2 separate regions of the Bos taurus genome follow, and region 1 is linked to region 2. The links are chromatin contacts, called in public Hi-C maps. All regions are on one chromosome and are shown on one strand. The core of a region is the stretch at or near the end of the contact, and the rest is flanking DNA. Distances in the headings are between cores, read along the strand shown.

What was found. A called contact is a pair of places that touch in the nucleus more often than the background predicts.
Region 1: a Hi-C map of liver shows a contact between it and region 2, with 3 times the contacts expected there. The contact joins two enhancer-like sites. A contact is called at or near these places in 2 of 11 Hi-C or Micro-C datasets (liver and skeletal muscle).

Annotation. Positions count from the first base shown.
Region 1 is chr16:38,847,996-38,855,755 of ARS-UCD2.0, forward strand. It overlaps FMO1 (flavin containing dimethylaniline monoxygenase 1), which reads left to right. Exons shown (of 9, transcript NM_001206199.1): 9 at 313-1,076. The coding sequence ends at 655. Among named protein-coding and RNA genes, the nearest start is that of FMO4, 13 kb to the right of the region's middle. Within about 2 kb of position 4,891, at least 4 of the 102 cell types and tissues checked have an H3K27ac peak or open chromatin away from gene starts, as enhancers often do. A contact at or near this core is called in liver, where this site is marked.
Region 2 is chr16:38,631,798-38,639,553 of ARS-UCD2.0, forward strand. All of the region lies in intron 20 of MROH9 (maestro heat like repeat family member 9), which reads left to right. Among named protein-coding and RNA genes, the nearest start is that of TRNAE-UUC, 12 kb to the right of the region's middle. Within about 2 kb of position 6,079, at least 2 of the 102 cell types and tissues checked have an H3K27ac peak or open chromatin away from gene starts, as enhancers often do. A contact at or near this core is called in liver, where this site is marked.

The sequences.
Region 1 (7,760 bases), core at 3,641-6,140, 220 kb after region 2:
TAGGAATAGTAAAATTATATAAAACCTTTTTTTCTAGAAATTGCTAGTCATTTGACAATAGGACTAAAGTAATACTAGATTCATTATCAGCATTTGACGAACCATGTGTACAGAGTGTTTTTTCAAAGGATCTATCTTGTATTTAAACAATACCATGAGACCAATAGACAGCTATGGGCATGGAGGGAAGAATACAGAAACCAGTTCAAATTTTGCAGCCTATTGTTTACTTCTGGCACTTTTACTTGTTCTAAGGTTACCATTATTTAATCTTTTTGTTTTCTCCTTTATCCCAATCTTCCTTTTATAAAGGTTTGGCTTGTGTTACTGCAAAGCTTTGGAAACCGATTATATCACATATATAGATGAACTCCTGACCGCTATCAACGCAAAGCCCAACCTGTTCTCTCTGCTCCTGACGGATCCACGCCTGGCTTTGGCCATCTTCTTTGGCCCATGCACACCATACCAGTTCCGTTTGACTGGTCCAGGGAAATGGGAAGGAGCCCGAAATGCTATCATGACCCAGTGGGACCGAACATTCAAGGCCACCAAAACTCGAATTGTACAAGAATCCCCATCTCTCTTTGCAAGCTTACTTAAAGTCTTCAGCTTTCTAGCTTTGCTTGTGGCCATTTTCCTGATTTTCCTATAAATAAAAAATTACCTAAATAAACTATCAAATGCACAGAGTAGATGGACAGCAATCTGGTTCCCCCACTGCAACAGCTTTGCCTTCATGACTATAATCTATATCTGAGCAATGAAAGCCACCCCTTCCCCTTCCCTGGCTGGCTCAAAGGCCCACTAGTATTCCTGAGTGTCTCCCAGCTCCACCTGCTTCTAATGCTAGAGAAAGATAACCAAGATTTCTGTGCATTTGAAGACTGCTGGAAGGTTCAAAGTTCATTTTAGAAGAGAGAGCTGTCTCAGACACCACTCTGAGCAATTAGACCTCTTTCCTATTTTCATAGATCTTGATTAAAACTCAATATTTCACGAAAGAAATACTAAATGGTTGTACTAAAAGGGCACTCTTATGGTATCAGCTGATTAAAAATAAAAAGAAAGCAAAAGCCTATGATTATTTTTGAGTGGTCTTTAATTCTCTTTTTAAGAGCTGGGGAAAAGAGAGAAGGGGATGAGAAGTCTATTAATAAAGACCATAAAAGGATGGGAGCTGTCAATGACTTGGTTGGAGTGTTTCTAAAGAAATGTACCTGCCTAGAAGTCCCCATCCCCCTAGAATGCACTCTTCAACCAAACAGGGTCTCCAGCTGACATAAGAACAAACCCAATCAGATCTATTGCACAGAAAGCAACCACCTCCACCCACTCTTGGAACCGGCCTCCAGCACCCAAAGTAAAAACACCTTCCACTCACATACACCTTTACAATTCTGCTTAAAGAGGCAAACAGCTGCCTCTTCTAAGGGTCAACGAAATCCAGTTGGAAAAGACAGAGCTGAGAAGTCTTTCACAGAGAGATAATAGAAGAAAAGATAGGAAAAGAAGAGCAAAAGCAAACACCATGTCAAAAGCAGTTTTTGACCAAGCTATACCAACCCTGGATCCTCTCTCACAGTTACACATTTGAGAATGTGACTCAGCCAGAAAAGGTGTTGCCTTCACATGATCTCACTGACGGGCTTAGATGGCCAACTTCTCCTCACAGAGAGAGAGGCCCATGGTTTTCACACTGGAGTAAATTCAAAACCTACGGAATCAGGAGTAAGTGAGTTGTGTAGGTAAGAAGAGATGTAGTTTGTGGCTCTTCCACTCTGGTCCGCTCTTGCAGCTCCTCTTTTTTGTTCCATTTTTTAACACTTCTAACCAATTTCCAATTTCACTTCTTGACATATGTGATATTGTGATATGTAATAACAACTGTATATTTGGTCTTCCTCATTTCCAGCACAGAACTCCTAAGACTCTTGAAATCTCCTAAGTGATCAGAACATAAAGATATCTTTTGTTAATGAGGTGACTTTTGGAAAACACCTAAAGATGGGGGCCAATCACCAGAAGAACAATCCATATGATTAGAGGATTGGAACTTTCCTTCCCATCCCTTTGATCTGTGGGGAGGGGAGAGGCAGGCTGGAGGTTGAATCAGTAACCAATGGTTAGTGACTTAATCAATCATGCCTATGTAATGAGTATTAGTATTAGTATTAGTCGCTCAGTTGTGTCTGACTTTTTGCGACCCCATGGACTGTAGCCCGCCAGGCTCCTCTGTCCATGGGATTTCCCAGACAAGAATTCTGGAGTGGGTGGCCATTTCCTCCTCCAGGGGACCTTAAATAGCAAAATTTGAACCACGTCTTCCAAGTGCCATTCTTCATAAACCTATTTAAAATCAAGCTTAAAAAATCACCACCAGCAAATCATTTTCATAGCCTATATGGCAAGTGAACATTCTTCTATTTAATTTTTCAGCACTGCTTTATTATAAGACATAGGTTGCAAAAAATAATAAGCTATTTGTATTGTAAGCTGAAAAGAATGAGAATCATAGAGTAGATCTGCAGCAATCTCTTCTGAGGATGGCAAGAAAAATAGACATTTCAACTGCGCCTTTAGATTTGTAGTCAGGTTGATGGAAACAAATAGCCCCAGGTCTTTTACCTTAAAACCTAAATAAAGAAACAAACAGCTGGCCAGCCAGAGGTGTAGAATTGGTGTAGAATTTAAAGGCTCAAGAGACAGTTTTCTATGACAGTCAACCTGGGGTATCCTCTAATGCACATTAATGAAATCTCCTATGTAATGAAACCGCTGTAAAAACCAAAAAGGATGAGGTTCAGAGAGCTTCCAAGTTGGTGAACACACAGAGATTCAGGGAGAATGGTGCCCTTGAGAGGACATAGAAATTCCATTCCCTTCCCACCTACCTGGCCCTGTGTATCTCTTCTACCTGGCTATTCCTAAATTATATCATCCTTTTATAATAAACTAGTAATCTAGTAAATAGAATGTTTCTCTGAGTTCTGGGAGCCAAACTAGTTCACAAAAGCACTGATTATTTTAGCAAATTCGTTGAACCCAATTAGGGGCTCACTGAAACTTCCTACCTACAACTGGCTCTCAGATGCACAGGTGACAACCTGGGCTCATGACTGACATCTGAAGAGAAGGCGATCTGGTAGGACCAAGCCTTTAATGCATAGAACCTGATACTATCTCTAGGTAGATAGTGTCAGAATCGAGTTCAACTGTAGGAAACCCAGCTGGTCTCCAAGAACCGCTCAATGGTGTGGGGGGAAAACCCCCCACACACACATTGGAATTGGAAGCAGAGCACTTAATATAGGAACTCATAGTGAAAAACTGCTCTGCTGAATATAATAAAAATGACTTTGGGAAATGCTTTTCTCTCCTGTGAAGCAGAGCTGACACTTTAGTATTCCTCATGAAGTTGGCTGGGAAAGTTGGGTACCCAGGATGAAGCATGGCAAGGTAAACTATCCAGGCAACCATGGGGCAAACTATGGGATCACAAGCTGCCACCTGAATCTAATCTCATCTGCTGAACACATTGTGCCAAGGGACTGAATACACAAACAGATTATTGCCAAACCATCTACAACAATAGAACTCTGACCCATACCTCTGCAGCAATCAGATTAGAACATTCAGGACCAGGACTTGGTCACAATAGAACTCTGACCCATAACCTCTGCAGCAATCAGATTAGAACATTCAGGACCAGGACTTGGTCAATAAGTGCCAGCTTCTCTAACTCTTGCCCTAGTTCCAACTCATGAACAACAAAGAAAATCAAATATAATCCCCAAACACAGGCACATGTGATGCCCTGCTTCTCATTAACCCGCCTTCACCTTTCCCATGCAAACAATCTCCAATAAGAGTATGTCTGAATGCCTCTCATTTTCTAATTTTTTTAAAAAAATTCCCCTTCCTGCCTTTGAATCTCTGCCAAATGTAATGATGGTAGCTGAATTTCTTACTATGGCAAGCTCTGTCTTCATGGGGAGGTCAGTACTACACAATTTAACAAGAAACAGACAAGGAAATATCAGTTGATTACTCCAAAGTTGTTGTTGTTTGTGGTTTAGTTGCTAAGTCGTGTCCAACTCTTTTGCAACCCCCTGGACCGTAGCCTGCCAGGCTTCTTTGTCCATGGGATTTCCCAGGCAAGAATACCCAAGTGGGTTGCCATTTCCTTCTCCAGGGGATCTTCCCATCCCAGGGATTGAACCCGTATCTCCGACATTGGCAGGCGGATTCTTTACCACTGAGTCACCTGGGAAGCCCCTAGTCCAAGGTAACAGAGCTAATAAGTGGCTGAGTGAAGACATGGATCTGCAAAACATACATCCAGGGATCTTCTTAACTCCAGCATTTAAGCTTGTGGTTTCCAATGTAAAAAATGACTTCAGAATTCTTAATAGTGATATCATGAAAATCATATTACAAGGATATTGCTCCATGAAAGCATCCATATGTCTCCCTTCCTCACTCTGCCTGAGTGTGTGTACAGACCTGCCTCTCTATCCAAGCACATCTGCCCTGTTGTGTCTTGGATCTTGCAGCTAATTTCCTCCATGTAGACCACTATGTTTCTGAATCTCCACATGCATCTTTTTCACTGTTCATTCCTCCCTCTTCTCTGACCATGGCTATTCTAGACCTACTCTGTGGCCATAGTGTAGAACAAGTTCAATAGGAAGAAGAGGTCTCATTCTTCACCTTGGAATTAGTCCATAAATCATACTGGGAAACAGCTGTCAATTATAGTTTTACAGAGTTTCCAAACAAGTCTCAGAATCAAAATTAGATAACCTTGAAAGGAGTGCTCTTGACAATGCTTACTCATTTATTTAACTATGAAAGAAGAAAACAAATATTTATTGAGTACTGTTTATTTTTAAACTGTGCAATTCTACATCAGTTCAGTTTAGTCACTCAGTCATGTCCAACTCTTTGCAACCCCATGGGCTTTCCTGTCCATCATCAACTTCTGGAGCTTACTCAAATGCATGTCCATCAAGTCAGTGGTCAGTGATGCCATCCAACCATCTCATCCTCTGTCGTCCCCTTCTCCTCCTGCCCTCAATCCCTCCCAGCATCAGGGTCTTCAAATTAGTCAGCTTTTCACATCAGGTGGCCAAAGTATTGGAGTTTCAGCTTCAACATCAGTCCTTCCAATGAACACCCAGGACTGATCTCCTTTAGGATGGACTGGTTGTATCTCCTTACAGTCCAAGGGACTCTCAAGAGTCTTCTCCAACACCACAGTTCAAAAACATCAATTCTTCTGCACTCAGCTTTCTTCACAGTCCGACTCTCACATCCATACATGAACACTACAAAAACCATAGGCTTGACTAGACAGACCTTTGTTGACAAAGTGATGTCTCTGCTTTTTAATATGCTGTCTAGGTTGGTCATAACTTTCCTTCCAAGGAGTAAGCATTTTTTAACTTCATGGCTGCAATCACCATCTGCAGTGACTTTGGAGCCCAGAAAAATTCTACATAATTGCCAATTTAATTCTATATAATTACCTATTGAGATACATTTTTTCAATTACTGATTGAAACACAACCCATGCATAAAAACAAATGAATTTAGTTACTGTTGCCCTAATAGTCCAGGAGCCAGCAAGGAGAATGAAGACAGAACACAAAATCTGATGCAATGGGTCAGGGGACCTCTGAGTGTGCAAAGTCCACTCTGAGTCCAGCTTTTATTCCTAATTGCTGACTACAAGACTTTCTCAGAACTTACCTTTCTCAAGACACATGCTGTGTTGTTGATCACCTACTCCTAAATGTCATGGACCACACTGACATAGTCCAGATCTCTTTGTGTTTGCCCCAGGCTATTCCCTTCTGGGCTAGCCTTGGGAACAATTAGCAAGTAGGCAGTGTTCATGTCTGATACCAACCCGGTGTTCCAACGTCCATGCTTTCACGATCCCAGTCATACTCCCTTCTGGATCTGGCCTTGGGGTTTGTAACAAGGCAATTATTCTTAAGAAAAACATGAAAGATAATCATTAACATAATTTCTTAATATATGCTGTTTTCCCAGGTGCTATTTCTGTGAAATTTCTCAAGGCTGTGAAAGTACATTATAAGGAATTCCCACTACAAGTTAGGTCCCAGAAACCTAGCAAAAGGGAAAATATATTAAACACTTTGGCCTCCGGCACATCCTTTAAATCAGAAAGACTGGTAAGGCATTTCAACTCAAGGGTAATTTTACATTGTCAGAAATTCTTTTTAGTGTACACAAATAGTACCCCCTACTGGACCTATCTTTTTTTACAGTCCAACTCTCCAGATCTTTCAATACACCCTGCTGTAGGGGCTGCTTAGAGAACTGAAATGAGTGCAGAAGTCCTGCCATTTACTAGCTGTGTGAACCAGAGCAAGTAATGTACTTTTCTGAAGCTACAGTTTTCTTTCCTATTGCATAGAAGTTATAACACATCCTACCTTGTAGAGTCTCATAAGGATTAAATAGTGTAATCCACCATTCCAGAAAGAATGAAGAGATGGAGTCAAAGCAAAAACAACACCCAGTTGTGGATGTGACTGGTGATAGAAGCAAAGTCTGATGCTGTGAAGAGCAGTATTGCATAGGAACCTGAAATGTTAGGTCCATGAATCAAGGCAAATGGTAAGCGGTCAAACAGCAGATGGCAAGAGTGACATTGACATTTTAGGAATCAGCGAACTAAAATGGACTGGAATTGGTGAATTTAACTCAGATGACCATTATATCTACTACCATGGGCAAGAATCCCTTAAAAGAAATGGAGTAGCCATCATAGTCAACAAAAGAGTCCAAAATGCAGTACTTAAATGCAATCTCAAAAACAACAGAATGATCTCTGTTCGTTTCCAAGGCAAACCATTCAGTATTACAGTAACCCAAGTCTATGACCCAACCAATAATGCTGAAGAAGCTGAAGTTGAACAGTTCTATGAAGACCTACAAGACCTTCTAGAACTAACACCCCCAAAAGTTGTCCTTTTCATTATAGGGGACTGGAATGCAAAAGTAGGAAGTCAAGAAACACCTGGAGTTAACAAGCAAATTTGGCTTTGGAGTATGGAATGAAGCAGGGCAAAGACTAATAGAGTTTTGCCAAGAGAAGGCACTGGTCACAGCAAACACCCTCTCACAACAACACAAGAGAAGACTCTACACATGGACATCACCAGATGGTCAACACTGAAATCAGATTGATTATATTCTTTGCAGCCAAAGATGGAGAAGCTCTATACAGTCAACAAAAACAAAACCAGGAGCTGACTGTGGCTCAGATCATGAACTCCTTATTGCCAAATTCAGACTTAAATTGAAGAAAGTGGGGAAAACCACTAGACCATTCAGGTATGACCTAAATCAAATCCCTTACGCTTATACAGTGGAAGTGACAAATAGATTCAAAGGATTAGATCTGATAGACAGAGTGCCTGATGAACTACGGATGGAAGTTCGTGACATTGTACAGGAGACAGGGATCAAGACCATCCCCAAGAAAAAGAATGCAAAAAGGCAAAATGGTTGTCTGGGGAGGCCTTACAAACCACTATGAAAAGAAAGACGTGAAAAGCAAGGAGAAAAGGAAAGATATACCCATTTGAATGCAGAGTTCCAAAGAATAGCAAGGAGAGATAAGAAAGCCTTCCTCAGTGATCAATGCAAAGAAACAGAGCCTATTTACTGTACCTAACGTACAGTAAATACTCACATAAAGGTAAGTATTAATAAAATCACAG
Region 2 (7,756 bases), core at 4,829-7,328:
ATGGTGAAAAACTGAAAGCATTTCCCCTAAAGTCAGGAACAAGATAAGGATGCCCAGTCTCACCACTACTATTCAACATAGTTTTGGAAGTTTTAGCCACAGCAATCAGAGTAGAAAAAGAAATAAAAGGAATCCAGATTGGAAAAGAAGAAGTAAAACTCTCACTGTTTGCAGATTACATGATCTTCTACATAGAAAACCCTAAAGACTCTACCAGAAAATTACTAGAGCTAATCAGTGAATATAGTAAAGTTGCAGGATGTAAAATTAACACACAGAAATCCCTTACATTCCTATACACTAACAATGAGAAAACAGAAAGAGAAATTAAGGAAACAATTCCATTCACCATTGCAACGGAAAGAATAAAATACTTAGGTATAAATCTACCTAAAGAAACAAAAGACCTATATATAGAAAACTATAAAACACTGATAAAAGAAATCAAAGAGGACACAAATAGACGGAGAAATATTCCATGTTCATGGATCAGAAGAATCAATATAGTGAAAATGAGTATACTACCCAAAGCAATCTATAGATTCAATGCAATCCCTATCAAGCTACCAATGGTATTTTTCAGAGAAGTAGAACAAAAATTTCACAATTTGTATGGAAATACAAAAAAACTAGAACAGCCAAAGCAATCTTGAGAAAGAGGAATGGAACTGGAGGAATCAACCTGCCTGACTTCAAGCTCTACTACAAAGCAACAGTCATCAAGACAGTATGGCACTGGCACAAAGACAGAAACATAGATCAGTGGAACAAAGTAGAAAGCCCAGAGATAAATCCACGCACCTATGGACACCTTATCTTTGACAGAGGAGGCAAGAATATACAATGGAGAAAAGACAATCTCTTTAACAAGTGGTTCTGGGAAAACTGGTCAACCACTTTTAAAAGAATGAAGCTAGAACACTTTCTAATACCATGCACAAAAATAAACTCAAAATGGGTCAGAGATTTAAGTGTAAGACCAGAAACTATAAAACTCCTAGAGGAAAACATAGGCAAAACACTCTCTGACATAAATCATAGCAGGATCCTCTATGGCCCACTTCCCAGAGTAATGGAAATAAAGCAAAAATAAACAAACTAGTTTATTTATCCAAGCTGGTTTTAGGAAAGGCAGAGGAACCAGAGATCAAATTGCCAACATCCACTGGATCATCAAAAAAGCAAGAGAGTTCCAGAAAAACATCTATTTCTGCTTTATTGACTATGCCAAAGCCTTTGACTGTGTGGATCACAATAAACTGGGGGAAATTCTGAAAGAGATGGGAATACCAGACCACCTGACCTGCCTGTTGAGAAATCTGTATGCAGGTCAGGAAGCAACAGTTAGAACTGGACATGGAACAACAGACTGGTTCCAAATAGGAAAAAGAGTACGTCAAGGCTGTATATTATCACCCTGCTTATTTACCTTATATGCAGAGTACATCATGAGAAACGCTGGACTGGAAGAAACACAAGCTGGAATCAAGATTGCCGGGAGAAATATCAATAACCTCGTATATGCAGATGACACCACCCTTATGGCAGAAAGTGAAGAGGAACTCAAAGGCCTCTAGATGAAAGTGAAAGTGGGGAGTGGAAAAGTTGGCTTAAAGCTCAACATTCAGAAAATGAAAATCATGGCATCCGGTCCCATCACTTCATGGGAAATAGATGGGGAAACAGTGGAAACAGTGTCAGACTTTATTTTTTCTGGGCTCCAAAATCACTGCAGATGGTGACTCCAGTCATGAAATTAAAAGACGCTTACTCCTTGGAAGGAAAGTTATGACCAACCTAGATAGCATATTCAAAAGCACAGACATTACTTTGCCAACAAAAGTCCGTCTAGTCAAGGCTTTGGTTTTTCCTGTGGTCGTGTATGGATGTGAGAGTTGAACTGTGAAGAAGGCTGAGCACCGAAGAATTGATGCTTTTGAACTGTGGTGTTGGAGAAGACTCTTGAGAGTCCCTTGGACTGCACGGAGATCCAACCAGTCCATTCTGAAGGAGATCAGCCCTGGGTGTTCTTTGGAAGGACTAATGCTAAAGCTGAAACTCCAATGCTTTGGCCACCTCATGCGAAGAGTTGACTCATTGGAAAAGACTCTGATGCTGGGACGGATTGGGGGCAGGAGGAGAAGGGGACGACAGAGGATGAGATGGTTGGATGGCATCACTGACTCGATGGATGTGAGTCTGAGTGAACTCCGGGAGTTGGTGATGGACAGGGAGGCCTGGTGTGCTGCGATTCATGGGGTCACGAAAAGTCGGACACGACTGAGTGACTGAACTGAACTGAACCAACTGAAACAAACTAGTGAGTAAAATAAATAAACTAGTAAAAAAAAACAAATAAACAAACTCATGATTCTGCTCCTTGTGTTGAAGAAAAGTAGAAGCTATCACCATAAACCATTCAACTCCATGTTCCTGCCCCATGAACATTTGCTTCTATTCCCTTTCTTACCACCGATCTATTTGATTTAGAATAAATTTTACTCCAAAACTCAGGCATTCTGTGTTTATAGGAGAGAGGGGAAAAAGGAGTTCATGAGATTATTTCTAATCTGCAGTCAAGCATAGAGATAAAACAAAATATGGTATTCATGTTTTAAGACATAGTTTTGTATTTTATTCATTTTGCTTTTAGGAGCTTTAAAATAAAACCATATCCTATTAAAGTATGGAGGTCTGGACTTCCCTAGTGTTCTAGTGGTTAAGAATCTGCCTGCTAATGCAGTGGACATGAGTTCAATACCTGGTCCAGAAAGATTCCACATGCTGCAGGGCAAGTAAGCCCATGCACCACAACTACTGAAGCCCGCAGTCTACAGAGCACGTGCTCCACAGCAAGAGAAGACATCACAATGAGAAGTCTATGCACCACAACTAGAGATAGCCTCTGCTTGCTGCAACTAGAGAGCCTGCATGCAGCAGCTAAGATCTAGTGCAGCCAAAAATAAATAAATAAAAAGTCTTTTAACTATTAAAATATATATATAGGTTTCTTCTTTCTTTTTTGGACATGACTGAGTGACTTCATTCACTTCTTTCTTAAGAGGCTATGGGGGTTGGTTAGTCGCTAAGTCATGTCCAACTCTTGCAATCCCATGGACTGTAGATCCCCTGTCCATGGGATTCTCCAGGCAAGAATACTGGAGTGCGTTGCCATTTCCTTTTCCAGGGGATCTTCCCGACCCAGGAATCGAACCCAGATCTCCTGCACTACAGGCAGAGTTTTTACAAATTGAGCTATGAGGGAAGTTCACTATTTCATTTATTCCACTCCTCAGGTTCCCATTTCTACATCCTCATCCCTCAATCTTTGCTTCGTATTCTCACTAACTGCATTCAAGACATTCTGCATTTTATGTGTCAGAACTCTTCTATAGATATAGAGGTACAGCTTCTGCCTTTGAAATCCAGCAAGCCTTGATCCTCCTTGTTCAACCACCATCTTGTTGGTAGCTTTTCACCATATTCTATATCTATGGGAAGGTTTTGTTGGCACTATCACCATTGCTCCTTTCTATTTGTGTAGTCCTGGAAACATCTCCTACCATTCTGATTTGCAGTGACACAAAGGCACTTCAATGAAAGAGATTTTTTCCTTCAAATAGAGATGAGAATGGTACCCTCAACATAACTGAATAAATGATACTTCTTCTTTCAAATACTTTTTTTTTCCACTTTCCAGCTTTCCTATTGTGGTAGTCTGATTAAAAGTTAAAGGATGTTTAAGAAACTAAAATTCTTAGTAGTGAGTCTGTTGTTGTTCAGTCGCCAAGTTATGTCCAACTCTTTGTGACCCCATGGACTGCAGCAAGCCAGGCCTCCCTGCCCCTCACCATTTCCCAAAGTTTGCCTAAGTTTATGTTCATTGCATCAGTGACTGTGAAGAAAGCTGAGCACCAAAGAATTGATGCTTTTGAACTGTGGTGTTGGAGAAGACTCTTGAGAGTTCCTTGGACAGCAAGGAGATCCAACCCGTCCATCCTAAAGGAGATCAGTCCTGAGTGTTCATTGGAAGGACTGATGTTGAAGCTGAAACTCCAATACTTTAGCCACCTGATGTGAAAAGCTGACTCATTTGAAAAGACCTTGATGCTGGGAAGGATTGAGGGCAGGAGGAGAAGGGGACGACAGAGGATGAGATGGCTGGATGGCATCAATTCAATGGACATGAGTTTGGGTAAACTCCGGGAGTTGGTGATGGACAGGGAAGCCTGGCATGCTGCGGTCCATGGGGTTGCAAAGAGTTGGACACAACTGAGCAACTGAACTGAAATTTGGATAACTAAGATGGAATTAAAAGATGCTTACTCCTTGGAAAAAAAGTTATGACCAACCTAGATAGCATATTGAAAAGCAGAGACATGACTTTGCCAACAAAGGTCCGTCTAGTCAAGGCTATGGTTTTTCCAATGGTCATGTATGGATGTCAGAGTTGGACTGTGAAGAAAGCTGAGTGCTGAAGAATTGAAGCTTTTGAACTGTGGTGTTGGAGAAGACTCTTGAGAGTCCCTTGGACTGCAAGGAGATCCAACCAGTCCATTCTGAAGGAGATCAGCCCTGGGATTTCTTTGGAGGGAATGATGCTGAAGCTGAAACTCCAGTACTTTGGCCACCTCATGCGAAGAGTTGACTCATTGGAAAAGACTCTGATGCTGAGAGAGATTGGGGGCAGGAGGAGAAGGGGATGACAGAGGATGAGATGACTGGATGGCATCACTGACTCGATGGACGTGAGTCTGAGTGAACTCCGGGAGTTGGTAATGGACAGGGAGGCCTGGCATGCTGCAATTCATGGGGTCGCAAAGAGTTGGACACGACTGAGTGACTGAACTGAACTGAACTGATAGGATCCTAAGTTTTAGAAATATACCGCTATTGTCAGTCATTTCGGAGTAGAACTGAAATAGTCACAACAGAAGAGATCACTCAGATATAAGCTACATGAGGAAATGAATCACTAATGCTTAGAACATTACTGCACATATAGTAGGCACTCATTTACTAGATTAATGTATGAAAAATGCATATGAATATAATTTAAGATACAAATAAAAGGTACTGTGTGCATTCTCCATGGTTATAAAATCCAACCAGCTTGACAAACTTTATCTATTTGTTGTTTTGCCAAATTTTGCCAATTTAGTATGTCATCTGTCTCAGCACACTGGCAATATATGTGTGTGAGTGTGAGTGTGTGTGTGTGTGTGTGTGTGAGTGTATAATGAAAGTTGTTCAGTCATGCCCAACTCTTTGTGATCCCATGGACCGTAGCACGCCTGGCTCCTCTGTCCATGGAATTTTCCAGGCAAGAATACCGAAGTGGGTAGCCATTCCCTTCTCCAGGGAATCTACTTGACCCAGGGATCAAACCCAGGTCTCCTAAATTCTTCACCATCTGAGCCACCAGGGAAGCCCATATGTATAATAGTGAAATCAACTATTTATATGTCTGCCTCCTGTGCTAGACTCTGTAGTCTATGTCTTACAAATCTTTGTATCATCAGCATCTGGCTCAGTGACTGACACATGGTCAGACCTATGAAATATTTGTTGAACTAGCCAGCTATGATTTGAATAAGACAATTAACATCTTTAATCATTTTTTGCCTAAAAATAAAATAAGCGTTCTCAGTGCCATCAGTACTTCCACATAGAAGCATCTGGGAATGTGTGGGGACAGGGTTTTTTGTTACCCTAATGCCAGAGATGTATTACTGGCATTATCGACTGGGTACCAGGCAAGCTAAATATACTGCAGTCACTAAGATAATCCCTCACATTGAAGCATCATCCTGCCCAAAATGTCATAGTGAGGCCACTCAGAATTTTAATCCTTAATGTCCTTTCAAGTTTTAAAATCCTAAGTGGAAACTAAATTTTGAAAATTATTGCTTTAAAATGCAGACATGAGTATCCAGTTAACAGCAGCCAAGAAGCTTACTGTTTTGTCTCCTATTGCCTTTTGGGTTTGTTCCCAGGTGGCGTATTTCTCTCAAGTACAGTATGTGGACTCTATGAGTGAAATGTCTAAACTTTTCTGGTATGAACGTCAAACTCATGCCCCTATTCCTCACAGATCCAAAACCATCTTAGGAAATCCTTTTGGCTCTTGTACATCAACCTGGTTCCAAGTGAGAGGATCTGGGAGATGGAATAGGGCCAAAAGGCTCTCTTATTCTCCCAGCTGCCCCCCAAATTTATCAAAGCCACCAAGACAATGAATCTCCTTCTAATGAGTCATAAAAATGATACTTCTTATTCCTCAGACCTCCTGCTCTAGATGGAAGGCCGGTGGTATTTCCTGTGGCTTATCTTGTGGTGACTTGTGGTTACTTGTAACTTGTGCAACTGATGGGAACTCAGATGCAAGATATACTCTTTTTTATTTAGTTCTTTCATCACAACCCTTTGATTTTCCTGCTTCTGGGGTAATATTAACAGTGTGTGCAATAGCAACCTTGCCCTTTTGTAAAAGAATACTAGGTGGAGGAACCATTCAGCAGGTATGGTTACATACAACTTCCAAGTCTATGTTTCTCAACAGTGCGTCCAAGGGTCAAAAAACTCCGTAAGTCACAGCCAAACTTTGTCACAGGCTCCTGTTTCAATTTTACCTATCTGTTAGCTCCCAGCTGAAATCTTTTATTACCTAAGTTCTAGAACTTTTTGGTTTTATTATTTTTCTGATTAAAAAAATTTAGCTGTTTTATTTGTTAAATTTTGTTTATATATTTAGTCTTAGCTAAATTTAGTTTTAGCTCTTTCATCCATTCATGTGTAATTACTCCCCAAGGTAAAGTATATGGTATATATCCACTCACAGTTTTCTTCCTAAATAAATGCTATTATACATTACATCAATTCTCATCACCATGTTTCTCATAGTCATTCTCTTTCCTTAATTACCAAGCTCTGGGAAACCAAAGTCACTTGGGATATGCCCCTCTTCTCTCTCCAGGCCCATATCGTGTGATGGTTCTAATAGGAAACTACAGCTTACATCTGGTTCTTACTTCAAGATCATTCCAAATAAAACTGTCCATCTAGTCCCTTAAATAAGACATCTTGGGGGACTAGTGACTAATCATCCCATGTTCCCACATAGTTGTGCTGTCATACATTTGGTATCTTTTTAATTATGGGGGATACTATGACTTAGTAATGGCCATCAAAGGCCTTAACACAGTCAAACAAATTGTAACTGAGCTTATAACCCTAACCAACATCAAAACCAAAAGGGGTTAATTAGCCAATACTTGTAGGACATAAAAATGTAATTATGAACTCGTATACTTATTATCATCAAACAAAATTATTTTAACAAACCCTCTTAACCCTCATAGACCTTTACCTATACATGTTATACAGGTACGCCCCTACCCACTTTTCAAAATTTTGTTTTATGCCACTTTACCTTTACAGAAGACCTACATTGTTACCTGCTTTCACTATCTAAAAGAAATACAAAGAAGATTTTCACTTTTATGAAAAAAAGTGAAAAGTAAAAATTGCATTCAATGTTTGTTTTGCAGGAATCCTTATAGAGGCAGCATATGCCCTGAGAGGGAGAATGGCCCCACCGAGCTCCTTCCCTGGATACTACATTCAGCATAGCATTAAGCCACCACACCTTTCAACTGTGTCTATAAGCATTTGTGCTTCATCTCTATTTATTACATCTGGAGCATCCACTATCAATTGCTTCTTCCTTTTAAACCACTGGCTTACAAAAGTTTTC